2 separate regions of the Zea mays genome follow, and region 2 is linked to region 1. Evidence: chromatin contacts called from public Hi-C data. All regions are on one chromosome and are shown on one strand. The core of a region is the stretch at or near the end of the contact, and the rest is flanking DNA. Distances in the headings are between cores, read along the strand shown.

Region 1 (7,140 bases), core at 2,721-5,220:
AAATAATTTGCAGTTAACAATAATTAAGACTCTAGATCTATCATGTATTTCTAGTGTAGAGGCGTGTAAGACTACAAAGTGCCTAAACAAAATGAATAAAGATGTTGATCGAATGGGAGGAAAAAGACTGAAGGTCACAAAATTGGTACCCAACCTTGCCACAGAAATGCATCAATGTACCTTGCCACAGAAATAATTTGCAGAGAGAAAATCAATGTATTTCTTGCTTCAGGGTCCATTGTTGGGCAGCTCATCTTCTTGTTATTAGTGTTCATAGATCTAAAAAGGTGAAAATGCAAAAAAAAGCATCACAAACCTGTACTGATAAGGTTCATTTGCATAAAAGACTGAATTATAACCCTAATGAAGGCGAGAGACAGTAGCCTCACCTTGTGAGATGGGAGAACATCAGAAGGTATAAAAACTGGGTAGCAGTTTCCGGGTTAGGACTGTCCTTATATGCATCAGATTAATGTTCCTCTTCTATGTTGCGTTGATACTAATTCATTTAAACGTATATGTACTGGTAAGATAGAAAGTGGACAGCAGAACAATCAGCTATCATGGAAGAAAGACAAAGCTAGATGCAACACATTGGAATCAAGCCATAATTTTAATCACCAAAAAAAGTGTCTTTACGAACTATGCAGAAATTACATGTTTGAAATGATAGCAAGAAACAAATAGACTAAGTACCCACTCTTGGCTACTGGTTATTCTTTTGTTGTGAAACTTCCAACGAATCTGCTCAAGTGCTAAGCACAATTCTGCTACACTCTCTTCAATGGCATCACTGCTCTGTTGGCTATTGTTGGAGTCCTGAAACTGACAATTCTTACATAGTCCAGGAGCAGGGAGCGGATCCTAAGGCAAGGCCGTCGACGGGGTCACGCTGGCCTGGACGATGGCGACGAGCGCCCTGGCGGCGCGCGCGTATGGCGGGCTCGTGCCCGCGTGAGGGAATCAGACGACGAGGGCGTGTGCGAGTCAGGCGGAGAGAGGAAGGGAGGTGAGGCGGAGAAGAGCTCAGCAGCTCTCGCGACGGGAATCTCGCGATGCGGGACATACCCGCATGCGGGGGCACGGCAGGGGCGGATCCTCGGCCACCTGGGATCTGCGCGCGCCATCGACAGTGTGGAGAGGAGGGTGGGGCAGAGCAGACGGGGAGGAGGGCGCGATGGGGTGGAACCTCGGGCACCTTCCATGGACGGCGTGGGTAGGAGGGCGTTGATGGCGGCCTCGGCAGGGGTAGAAGATCCTTGAAACCTTCCGTTGATGGCGGGATAGGAGATCCTCGACACCTTCCGTTGATTTGGGGACTGCCTACACTGAGCAATGGGGAGAGGAGGAGGGGAGTTGAAGCCCTGGTGGACGCGCGTACGGCGTACCTGCCATGGATGGAAGGGGAGTCCCGTGATTTGCGAGCGCGGTGGCTGTGCTCGGCTGCGACCGCGAGGAGGGCGGCGGGGACCGCGGGCGCGGGGAGCGTGCGATGGCAGAACACAAACTGTGGACGCCTACACTACAAACATAAGGAGTAGTAGAGATTTCCTTGTGGGTCTTTGCGTAAATTTTTCCACCCCTTGGACCTATTGTATCATGTCTGAATATACTGAACGTATTAATTATTTTATCAATACACACTACCGGAATCGCGTTCTTTGCCGAGTGTCTATATTACGTTTAAGACACTATACCACTACACTACTACACCAATTATGTTTATATTGCGTTTTCATTCCCCATGTAATATAACAAATCGAGAGTAATTTGATTATTTAAGGCACTAAATGAGTTCATTTGAAAATGTGACCAACTATAAAGTTGCATAACTTTTTGAGATCTACAAGTTTTATTTTAATAGTTTCTATATCCGAGACCGTTTACAAAATTTGAATTTTAAATTTGAAAACTTCACACGAAATTTTCAATGAAAAGATGATTTCAAATCAAAAAATTGTCAACTACAAAGTTTCATTACATTTCAAGACCTACAACTTTTATTTTGGTGGTTTTTCCATCCGAGACAGTTTGAAAAATTCAAATTTCAAAATTCAAACATAGTTTTGCATAACAAGATGATTTCAAACTAAAACATTGTCAACTACAAAGTTTCATAACTCTTCAATACCTACAACTTTCAAGTTGGTGGTTTTTTCTTTCGAAGTCGTTTTCAAAATTCAAATTTTAAATTTTTTAAATTCAGACGTAGTTTTCGTTGACAATATGACTTCAAATGAAAAAGTTGTCAACTATAAACTTCTATAACTTCTCAAGATCTACAAAGTTTATTTTGGTTGTTTGGTCATTTGTTTATCTCAGATAATGGTTCTAACAATATGCACAAATTATATACGTCTCTCTTGTAGTTTCATAAACTACGAGAGAGATATAGGTTTTATGAACAAATTTATTTTTATTTTGTCATATGAAGAAATGTTCAATATATAAATTGTACATCATGATGAGTTATACAAATTTGTAGTTGAAAACTTTTTCATTTGAATTAATTTACTACTTTAAATGTGATTTTTAAATTGTCTTTGCCTAGCGTTGGAGAAAAAACACTCAGCAAAGAGCTCTTTGCCGAGTGTTGTATTTGTGACACTCGGTAAAAAATCATTTGCCGAGTGTCAAAAAAAGACACTCGGCAAAGAAACTATTTGCCGAGTGTCAAAAATAAAACATTCGGTAAAGGGTTTTTTGCCGAGTGTTTTCTTTTACCGAGGGTTTTTTTGCGTGGCACTCGGCAAAGAGCTCTTTGCCGAGTGCCCGAAATAAAACACTCGGCAAAGAATATGACACTCGGCAAAGAGTCAAATTCCGGTAGTGACAAGTATACAACCGAGGGATAGAAGCAAAGGGTTTCATGTGTTGTCTATAAGAACAAGAGAGAATATTCAACATGGATCAACGCTCCAAAGAATGTATTGAACGTATTAATTATTTTTGAATGCTTTGATATACCATGTACCTCAGGAGCAAGCTAGGGAGTATCTCAATCGTCTATAGACATCGCATGCGTATATATATATATATATAGGACGCGGAAGTAGTGCCGTACGTGTGCAAAAAGACTCCCTACGCTAGCTAGCTATATATATATATATATATATGCGTGCGTGCATTTTGTAGGGATCGGAGAGCTTGTCATTGCGTGGTAGTATATGTTCGTTCACGCAGTGGCCCTGGCCGTGTATATAGAGCTAGAGCTAGTGACCTTTCAGTGTTTCATCTAGTCACCCCCTATCGTCTATCCTCATTGGAGCCTAGCGCGCGCGCGCGGTGACAGGAGGCCGATCCGGCGGTCGACGGGCGAGAGGGGGGATACGACAAGATCGGATCCAAGACACACAAAAAAAGGTAGGCAGCGACCGACCCTAGCTAGCTATGTATCCTACGACGTGCATGCAATGGTGATCCATCCTGTACGCTTGCGTGCAGTGTGTCGCCTCGCCTCTACTAGCCACCACACGCGCACACACACATCGATCTCTACGCGACCGAGCTGACGCTGTCGTCGTCGCTTACTACCACTTACTACACTACACTGCCGTAAAGGCCTGCGCCGTACGTACATGCTCACGCTGCCCTGGTTCCTGGTGCCTGGTGGTGGACTGGTGGTGGTGTGTGTCGATCGTGTGCATGCATGCTGCCGTCCCAGCGCCCGGCCGGTCACGCGCGCCAACAGCCATAACGCTAAGTATGTAGTGGCCGTGGTCGATGCTGTGGTAAACAAGCCATGCACCACCACCACCAGCATGTATATATCTCATATATATATCTCATATATATATATATATATATATATATATATATATATATATATATATATATATATATATATATATATATATATATATATATATATATATATATATCAACAGAGCATGATGTGTATACAGTATACAAGCAGGCTAGCTGCACTCGGAAGAACAACTGCATGTGCGTACGTACTAGCAGATAGAATAGCTAGCAGCTAGCTAGCTACTAGAACCGTGTGACGTGTTGTGATTTGACCGATGGCAAATTAAAAGGTGCTCTGATCCGTTATCTGTCCATATGTATGTATATGTGGAATCCGACGACACGACGATCGAGAGTAATCCATGACTGAGTGGCCGACGTGTATTACACACATCTTATTAGCTTATTAATTGTGTCGTCTTGTGATGTCAGCTACTAGGTGCTGCAGTAGTAGTAGCTAGCTCGTCACCACCCTCACCCCGGCCCCTATATGTATGTATAGTATGTTTTCTCAGGCTCAAAATATATAGTTGACTAGATCAGGAGGCGCCCCTTCGGGCGCCCTATCCCGCACAAGGTAAACAACTAGATGCTGGATTGAAATGATTGTATCCTAAGGGACATGCGGCTTACTGCTAGTAAATAAAATTGTTGTGTGCCTATGCTCCTAATATCATACAGTGGCATAGTAGGATGCAATGTAGTAGTTAGTAGCCGTGTAGTGAACATTTGCCTCTGCCATGCATGTGCCATCCGTGTTCAACAGGAGAGAAAAAATGTGAGATGAGGCAGGAGCAAACAGAGGGACTGGACGGATACACAATAGCAGCATGACAATTTCCAACAGGACTGAAAGCAATATGTGAGGTGAGGCAGGAGCAAGAAGAGGTGGGGACTGGACGGACACAAAACAGCAACATGACAATTCCTAGCATCACTAAAAGCAACAGACCTGAGCAATTCCATGTTGCCTTCTAATTTGCGTGGTTGCCATTTTGAAATGCCAACAAAAAAGAGCAATAACTTCCTGAACTCTGTTTTACCCTCAGTTATGAGTATACCTGAAAAGCATAATTTTGAACGACAGATTAATTGATTTTCAGTAGATTCTGTGGCAAAAGGCAAGTGTAATGAGTGTAAGCCATCAACCATGTTTTTACTAAAATTACACCTACTACATCAGTAGTAATATATCTCTACTTTAGTATCATTAAATCTTGTACAGTTTATTAAATTATCATGTACATTGAACATGGTGAGAGCTGACTCACTGAGACATCATGCACCATTTTTCTTTAGGATTCAGGAATAGAAGAATTGACAAATAATTGTGATACCAAAGAGCGACCGGATATGATTGTTCTGGAATATCACCTCGAATTCTGTTACCGGAGTATTCATGAACTTTTCAAGTAAACCATAAGCTATTAGGGACCATTTTTCTTTAGGATTCAGAAATGGAAGAATTGACAGATAATTGACATACAAAAGCGAGTCCCACAGGTCGTATGTAGAAGGAAAGATCCCTACAGTTGACCCACTAAGCATCCTCAGGGAACAAAAAGAATAAACTATAATAAAGCTGCACAAAGATACACATCTGAGCAGGCCATGCACTCAGTCCGAAGTATGAAATTAGAATCAAGGAAGAGATTTTCGGGCTGTGTGCTTGTAAAATAAAATTAACATCCCCAAAAATCATGAGTGCATACTTAATATTTTTCCTATCCAATGGTCACCTTTAAGTCTCAATGGTAGACTCCTTTTCTTGTGACAAAAATCAACACCGTCAATAAGCTGCTGAAAGTATCTGCGTGCATCTGCTTCAACGAGTCTCCCATGAAAAATCTGAAAATTGTATGTTTCAGTGTCATTAGTTTTCTTACCACAATTTCAAGAGAACTGTGGTAGTCCCCTGGAAAAACATGCCTAGGAATTTAAGATAAATTTGAAACAACACACCTTCTCATAGTGCATGGTACAGCTATACATCGCCACAAATTGTTGATGTTCAGACTCAAACAAAAAAATCACATAGAAATAACAAATTGCAGGTGTATATACATTGAAGACCAAATTCCACCTGAAATCTGATTTTCGTATGAGTTTTTCCAAAATGAGATGCATGAGACATAAATATTGGAATATCACCAGAGATTTGAGCACACCACAACTTAGAGGTGATAAACAGATCTTGTCGCTTCACTACACCCTCTTCAAATAGCTTCTTCAGCGTCAAACCAATCTAGACAATCCAAAAATGGGTGAGGCTTTCATTGCTCCAATGGTTATGCAATATGAACCGAGACAATAATGTAGGCATTACATGTCTTATCCTAATTCCTAAGAGGGGTAAATGCTGCTTATGAGCTATGGAGGCCATAAAGCCATGTCAATTTGGCCACTGAACTTAAAAAATAGTCCTTATTCAAGCCATTATTTACACCCTGAGTCAGGTTTACTACCAGCCCATGCTGGAAAGTGATATTTTGCCCATGTAAATATCAGATTAAATTAATAGAAGAAATTCCCAGTGTAAGGATATGTTTCTCACATGGAGGGGTATGGTTTGTAGATTGCAGTACTTATATAATGTTTTTCTAAATGTACGTGCAGGGAAATACATAACAAGTCCAAAAAAATATATTGAAAACACAAAACCTTATTGAGCGGCTAGCGGCGTGAAGGACCTTATTGATCTCGCCAATGGCCTCGTGCTCGAGGATGAGGACGACTCGTTCTTCGTCATGGAACGTTGGGGAGGTTGTGGTCACACTCGATCTCGATCTCCCACCACAGGTGCGCGTGGAAGTGGTACATCTCATGTTTAAGTATAACAGAACTTGTTCTGATTTTCTCTGAAATCACAGCACCATGGGGCGCCCCTTTGGGCGCCCTATCCAGCACCGGGAAAACATGAATAAGGAATTATGCGACGATCGAATCACCAACAAAATTGTTTAGTCCAGAGAGCAAATAAACTGATCTAGAATAAGGTCTGTTCCCGCATGAAACTGATTGGTGGAAAAAATAGGTAGACTGAACATAATACACATTAAAGTCGAAGCACCATACTTAAACGTGTACCATAGTATGACGATAATGTCTGTTCCAGCATGAAACTAATCTAGAATAAGACTACATGGTCCAAGTCTATGTCCAGGCGACACCGTTGGTCACACAAGATTATCTAGTCTGCTAACTTTCTACAAAAAGTTCCCTAGAAAATAAGTGTCCTAAACTGGGCCTTTACCAGCTAACGACAAACTATTGACATGCAGTGGACCACAACAGCAAGTAAGCTTACATCATGAGACAGTCTTCATACATCAGTAATAAAATGGCTTGGACTATCAATTCGCATGCCATGAAGTTATCACTTAGTGTAACAGG
Region 2 (6,652 bases), core at 2,725-5,224, 130 kb before region 1:
TTCGAGGCCGTCGGAGATAAGCGCTATTTCCGAGCGCCCTTTGTGGCCGTCGGACATAATCTTATCTCCGACGGCCTCGTAGGCCGCCGCCGGAGGCCGTCGGATGTTTATTAGTTTACTGTAGTGGTGGGGGCGAGTGGGGCTTAAGCCCCTACTACCACCTGTATGACAATGGAGTTCCTCATGATTTTTTTTTGTAGACATGAAAGAGAGAAGGAAGAGGCTAGCTCTAGAGGTTGGAGATGACTTGAACCCTCTCTTTTTATTAAATCTCAGACCTGTCATTCGGTTCATATGAAAGCTCAGGTTTGTATGTCGATGGATCCCAGTTTATTGTATCGGTGTTGTTGTTTTACGCGATAGATGTAGGTGAATGTTAGATCCCAATTTTTTTTTAGTTCGTGGAGCTATCCTGCCCAGACATGATCTGATTTGGCATGGCCTATGAAGGAGGAGGATAAGAATATGATGCACAGATGCAGTGGCGCTGCTGCGTTGGTAGTACTGACAGCACCGAGTACTGTCCGAGTCTGACACTGTTCCGCAAGTTGCAGCCTGATCTGAATGTTAGTTGGGGGGCTAAGGGGTGGGTGGGTCTCTCACGCCATGGCGTCTTCTCCTTGGTTTGCATCACGCCAGCAGCAGCAGAACGGGGTGTGGCCAGGCAGGATTCAAAAGGTAAAAGCGGATCCTCCCCTCCCCCGGGTCTCAGCTCCACTGCAGATCTCCTCAGGATCCCGGCCCAGTTCTTGGCTCCGATCCTTTTTTTTCCTTCGTGGAAGTAGTGCCGGCACCATTACACAAAAGGGGCTCACTTGGCCGCATGCAGATGCAAACCCCCCCAGCAGGTACTGGTACTGGTACTAGCTTCCCCCCTTGTGAGTTGTGCCCGCGCGCATTATTAATTACTGTACACGTTACTACAAGTAAATACCCCCAGGTCCCGTTTGGAGAAGTGAAATCACTGGCGTCTTCTTTTCATTTCCAGACAAGCTAATAAGCACCGCTGTAACAGTTAATACTATGTTGCCACGCCAACGGTTAAAATTTTACTGGAGCACACGTAAAGATTCTCGCAGTAACTTGCATATATCTTGCCTTGGTGGTAGCATGCATGGTGTGGTTTGTTCCATTCCATGCACGATGCAGCTTTGTTCGAAGCGAGAGCAGGCAACAAGCACGCATGCAGTACGTAGGTAGTAGCGCAGGCTGACACATGAGCCGGGCCGTGTCTCTTCCTCCTTGGCTAGCGCGTGTACGACGGTACGAGCCAGGTGTGTCCTCTACAGTAACAGCCGTAGCTGCACTGCACATCCATGACCTAGAATAACTAGAAGATATATATATATATATATATATATATATATATATATATATATATATATATATATATATTTATTTTTACACATCTCCACTGCTACTCACTGCAGCTTATTGCAAATAACGCTCTTGCATCACCCATCGTTTCGTTCAGTTCAGAGTACGCCAGGCCGGGCGGCGGATCGATCAATTATTATTTTCTCCGCAGCGCAGACCGAGAGAGAAACAACAGTACGGGATCAGGTTATAGACCTATCATTGACCAGCCTGGCTACTGGCTAGGGGACCCCGGCCTGGCCTCCCCCATCTTTACGCCAGCCAGATGCCAAACCACATGCATTAATCCAGAATTCCAGATTAGTTAATGGATCCACTAACGATCGTCAGTAGCGACAAGCAGCCCGATTGGAAGCAGCAGCAGCCGGCCTCTGTAACTAGGCTAGAGAAGAACACAGCCAGCCACGCACAGCTCGTCGTCGTCGATCGATCTTAATTAATTCGTCTTCTTCCCCGGCCCGTCATCTATATCGATCGCCTAGCTAATCTTTTCTCTACTACCATATACTACTACTTAATTACATTCCAGCAGAGCAGAGCAGAGCAGCTAGCTGCGGAACGGAATTAGTTCTGCTGCACGCGCAAGCAAGCAAGCACACACGAGTCGAACGGACGAAGCGCATGCATGCATACATGTGCGCAGCAGAGAATGGGATCGATATGCCAGGTTTCGGCAGCTGGGGTTGCTTTTGCAATCGGCTAGTCTACTCGACGATTTCTCTCATGTATATATGCATCATCATCAGCATCAGTCTCCGGCGATCGGTCTCGGCTACGACGAGACGACTAGCTGCTGCTGCTGATGGACGACGGCGGCGTCGCCGTCGTCGTCGAGGTCGGCGGCGGCGGCGAGGGCGACCATCTTGAGCGCGGAGGCGCCGGTGGTGAAGGCCTTCTTGCGGACGCCCATGTACTCGGGCCACGTGACGGCGCGGTACGCGGGGGCCCGGCCGGGCGGCACGGCCTCGCGCAGCGGCGCCACCTTGGCGTGCGGCGGCGGGCCGAGGAAGTAGCCGAGCGAGATCCTGTCGAGGTCCCGGTTCACGACGGCGCGGTGGTACACGCTGTGGAACCGGCCGTTGGTGAGGATGTGGAAGAGGTCGCCCACGTTGACGACGAAGGCGCCCGGCACGGCCGGCACCGCCACCCACCGGTCCGGGGCGTGGCGGAAGAGCTGCAGCCCGGGCACGAGGCTCTGCATCACGAAGGTGAAGAAGCCCGAGTCGGTGTGCGCGATCAGCCCCAGCGCGCGCCGCGGGTCCGGGCACCTCGGGTACCTGATGATCGTCGTCGTCGTCGGCACGGCGTTAGTTTTTTGTTGTTTGTGTTATATACATGTACACCCAACCGCAACGCGTACGACGACGACAACATGACAGACAATAATATATACCCACCAGTTGAGATGCATGGTGGCGGTCATCGTCTCGGCGATCCTCCGCTCGGCCTCGACGGCGCTGGCCTGCTCGTCGGTGAGCCCCAGCGCCATGAGGAACAGCTCCAGCAGCTTGTCCGCGAGGGCGCGCATGTGCTTGTGGAACTCCTCCATCACATCACTGTAGTAACAAGTAGTAGTATAGTGTGAGCAATTGAGCATGACGCGCACAGTAAGTATGCTCGTCCTAGCTCCCCTCGTCAGCTAGCAAGCCAAAAGGGCTAGCTAGGCGTGCTTGCATGCATGCATGGCCTTAGACGGGGGGACGACACGTCGATGATGTATCATATCGGTGCTGGTGCGTGCGTGCGTTCGTGCGTGTGACCTGCTGCTGTACCTGTACGGCCGTACGTGCATATGCATGGCGAGGCGAGAGGAGCGAAGCGAGCGAAGCAGGTAGCTAGCGCACGTACGTACGCGTGGGTTGCGTACGGTGTGGCCGCGGTCGGCAGGTGTGCGCGCACACAAGCACGCAACGCAACGTACCAGAAGCTGGTGTAGTCGTCGCCGGCCTTGGGCCAGAGCTTGCGGAGGTCGGCGCGGAGGGAGGCCGGCGAGAAGGTGTAGCCCTCGGACCACATGCACTTGGAGAAGAAGGAGGAGATGGGCGGGGAGCCGTAGCCGCAGGCGTCGCCGGGCCCGCGCACGGCGCGCATCTTGTCGTCGGCCGGCAGCGCGAACATGGTGGCGATCCGGTCCTCCACGCGCGCCAGCAGGTCCGCGGGGACGCCGTGGCCCGTGAGCAGGAACGCGCCCCATTGCTCGGCGGCGCGGGCCACCGCCGCCGCCGGCGCCGGCGCCGGGTCCGCGGCGCCCAGGTCCACCACCGGCACGGCGTCGGGGCCCGGCGCGCCGCCGTCCACGACGGGGTGGTCGTGCAGGCCCGGCCAGGCGTGCGACTCCGGCACCCGCCGCGCCGCCCGGAAGTCCAGGTAGCGCGGGTTCTTGTTGAGGTGCGACGGCGTCGGCATGTGGGCAATAGATTACGCACGCTGGGATTGGTTGGTTAGCCGCGCGCGCGCAGTAATTAATGGATCCCAGTCCCAGGCGGCCAATAGGCGGCCGGCAGCAGCACCACACTGCTAGCTGCCTAGAGACCAAGGAAGGAGGGAAGGAAGGAAGGAAGGAAGGAAGGGGGCGAAGCAAGGTGTAGCACCAAGTGTAAATCTAGGACCTTGCACTAGTGGTATGGTGGCATGAGAGAAGTGTAAGAAGCAGAGAAGTACATGGCGTGGTATATATAGGGGAGAAGTTTTGGAGCGTAGTGGATCGATGACCCATCAGGAGAGGCTGAGCTGAGAGAAAGAGAACACAACACACACACACACAACAGAGAGAGAGAGAGAGAGAGAGAGAGAGAGAGAGAGAGAGAGAGAGAGAGAGAGAGAGAGAGAGAGAGAGAGAGAGAGAGAGAGAGAGACGGTGGGCTTTGTGGAAATTCAGTGGGAGGAAGGAAAGAGAGGAGAGGAAATGTGGTGAGAGAGACGGAGGGAGGGGGGGGGTTGGGTTTGGAGCGATGTGGAGCACGAAAGGCCACCCAGCTGCTGCTGCTGCTGCTGCTGCGAGCTGCGGCAACACAAGTGACAAATCTAGTTCGTACGTACTGCTCCTCTCCTCTCCTCTCCTTTGGGGATCGATCGATCGATCGGGAGCCTGAGAGTGGTGGCACTGCACTGGCACCCCAATTAATACGCACACATGGAAAGCGAGCCAACACGATTATTGCCGTCCATCATCAGCGCTTAATTAAGGACCAGTTTCGAGGGTGTTGTCGTATCTCCCACCACGGAATCTTCACGTACTACTACCCATTCTGTCGCTTCTCGCTTCTCGCTTCGCCATTCGCCACAGATCCAACCAGCGCCCCCAATAAGCAACCTTGTATAATGTAGTAGATCGACTCGTGATTTTTCTTCTAGCTAGGTTTTCCTCTCCATCGACCTGTTCTCTCCAAAAATAGGAAAAAAGTGGCGCACAGGTTTAGTCCACTATTAGGACTTCTGGCGTACTTTCAAAGTTGTTATGACACGTATCGTGGTGTGCGTGTCTCTGCTATATATAGATCGACGTACGGTACGGTGAATGTGTGCATGTGTGCGTGAGCAAAGTCACGGTCATATATCTCCAGCAGCCTGTTCCACGGCATTAATCACTTGATCAGAGTCCTAAAGTAGTAACTAGTACAATGATCGTGTGTTCAGACTGCACACAGTCATATCTGATATGCGTAAAAAATAAATTTAATATAATGTATGGTGCACCTATCAAATATTAAATTGATAAGAACAAATGTTACACCTTATCTTAGCTAAAAGGCTGATAAGGATATGAGTTGAAAAGGAGCCCAACCCTTTTTTTATAGGGCGTCCGGTCGCTTGTCATTCTTCAGCTACCGATGTGGTACTACGCTCGAGTGCTATACTTCGTGCGATTTTCTATCGTGTTGAGATTGGCTGGTTTCTTAAGGCTCATGTGGCGTAACGGCCTATCAGAAGCGCAAAAGAGGAAACAGATCTACGTGTTTCGCGTGTGGCATACGAAGCTGGCACTTTAAAGGAAGAACAGAGAAATGATGTTGCGATATTAAAACTAAGTGGGGAGAGACCAAACAAAAAAAGACTTGTTCTTATACTGACTACGTCTACGCAGGAAGCAAGATGAGAAGATTCGTGACATCTAATAAGAGAGAAGATAATGGATCATTGGCTCTGAATATTTTTTTGTACAAGGGACTCTTTGTAACTATCTGGTGGAATTTATTTTCTAGTGTGTACTGAATATGACATGCCATATATTTTACTGGATAGGGCTGCTGTTAACAGCGCGGTGCAGCATCCAAACACATGTTCTAGCTCGCTCGGCCACTGCGTGTGCAATGCCTGAGTAGCCTCTGTTATAATTTATTTTTAAAAAATATTAAGTTATTTTATAATTCGGAATGTAGGGAGCGTTTCGAAAAGAAAAAGGTAAACAACCTGCCAATAGCAGTGAAGTAAACTAGTTAGTAGATATGGACCACCATGGATGGAAGAAAGAGAGAAACTAACGGAGGGTACGAAGACGTGGTAGTAGATTAGGATCTAAATATTTCTTCACAATTTGTTAGGGTTCTAAATTAATTTTAGTTTGAAAATTAATAAAAATAAAGTCCGACGATTTTAATTCGATTCGATCTTTAAATTTGATAGTGTAAATTTTAAAACTTATTGTCAGCCTAAGGCTACGAGACGAGAGCAAAAGAGTCGGCACCACACTGCAACTGCGAGCAAGTAAAACATGTGACGGCACGGACACGTGTAAGGATCTGGTTGGCTCGAGGTGGGTCGAACGACACGGACACAACAGGCCCAACACGAGGGCCAGGGGTGCTGCTTCCGGCGAGTCGTGAATCGTGATTACTGATTAGGTGGGGGATCCCGAGGCCGCCGGCGAGCCGCCGTTGTGGCGGGGCGTAGCGCCAGCGTGGCTGCGGGTTCACTTCTCCGATCCTCTGCGCCGGCGCCCGAGGGCTGCCCGCCGTCCGAGTCCGACACCGAGTGCACGCACGCCACGGACAGCGCGACGGCGCAGCTACATACCTAGCCCACCCGCACTGACCGCATGGTTTTCGAGTAGAAACATGACACGTTCTTGTAAACCAAAACAACCTTTTTGTTCTCACTCCAATATTCTATGGAGGGTAGGGAAAAAACTCACGGTAACAACGACGTGCGGCAACATGTTGGCGAATTGAAGAAACACAAGTAAATGTTCTCGTAGTTAGTGGTGGACTCAGAAATTGGCTAAGACCTAGGTCGAAGCGACCATAAACTCTAATAGTAGCATATAAAGAAAAATTGT

Evidence for each region. A called contact is a pair of places that touch in the nucleus more often than the background predicts.
Region 2: a contact with region 1 is called in a Hi-C map of ear, with 1.5 times the contacts expected there. The contact joins the promoter of Dwarf1 here to the enhancer-like site in region 1. A contact is called at or near these places in 3 of 25 Hi-C or Micro-C datasets (ear, endosperm and leaf).

The regions. Positions count from the first base shown.
Region 1 is chr3:10,311,496-10,318,635 of Zm-B73-REFERENCE-NAM-5.0, reverse strand. No RefSeq gene overlaps it. Among protein-coding and RNA genes, the nearest start is that of LOC100384030, 52 kb to the right of the region's middle. Within about 2 kb of position 3,970, at least 11 of the 20 cell types and tissues checked have an H3K27ac peak or open chromatin away from gene starts, as enhancers often do. A contact at or near this core is called in ear and endosperm, where this site is marked.
Region 2 is chr3:10,438,350-10,445,001 of Zm-B73-REFERENCE-NAM-5.0, reverse strand. It overlaps Dwarf1 (Gibberellin 3-oxidase), which reads right to left and starts at 3,974. Exons shown (of 3, transcript NM_001279524.2): 1 at 3,299-3,974; 2 at 2,775-2,933; 3 at 1,728-2,654. The coding sequence starts at 3,783. The coding sequence ends at 2,150. It also overlaps the pseudogene LOC111591252.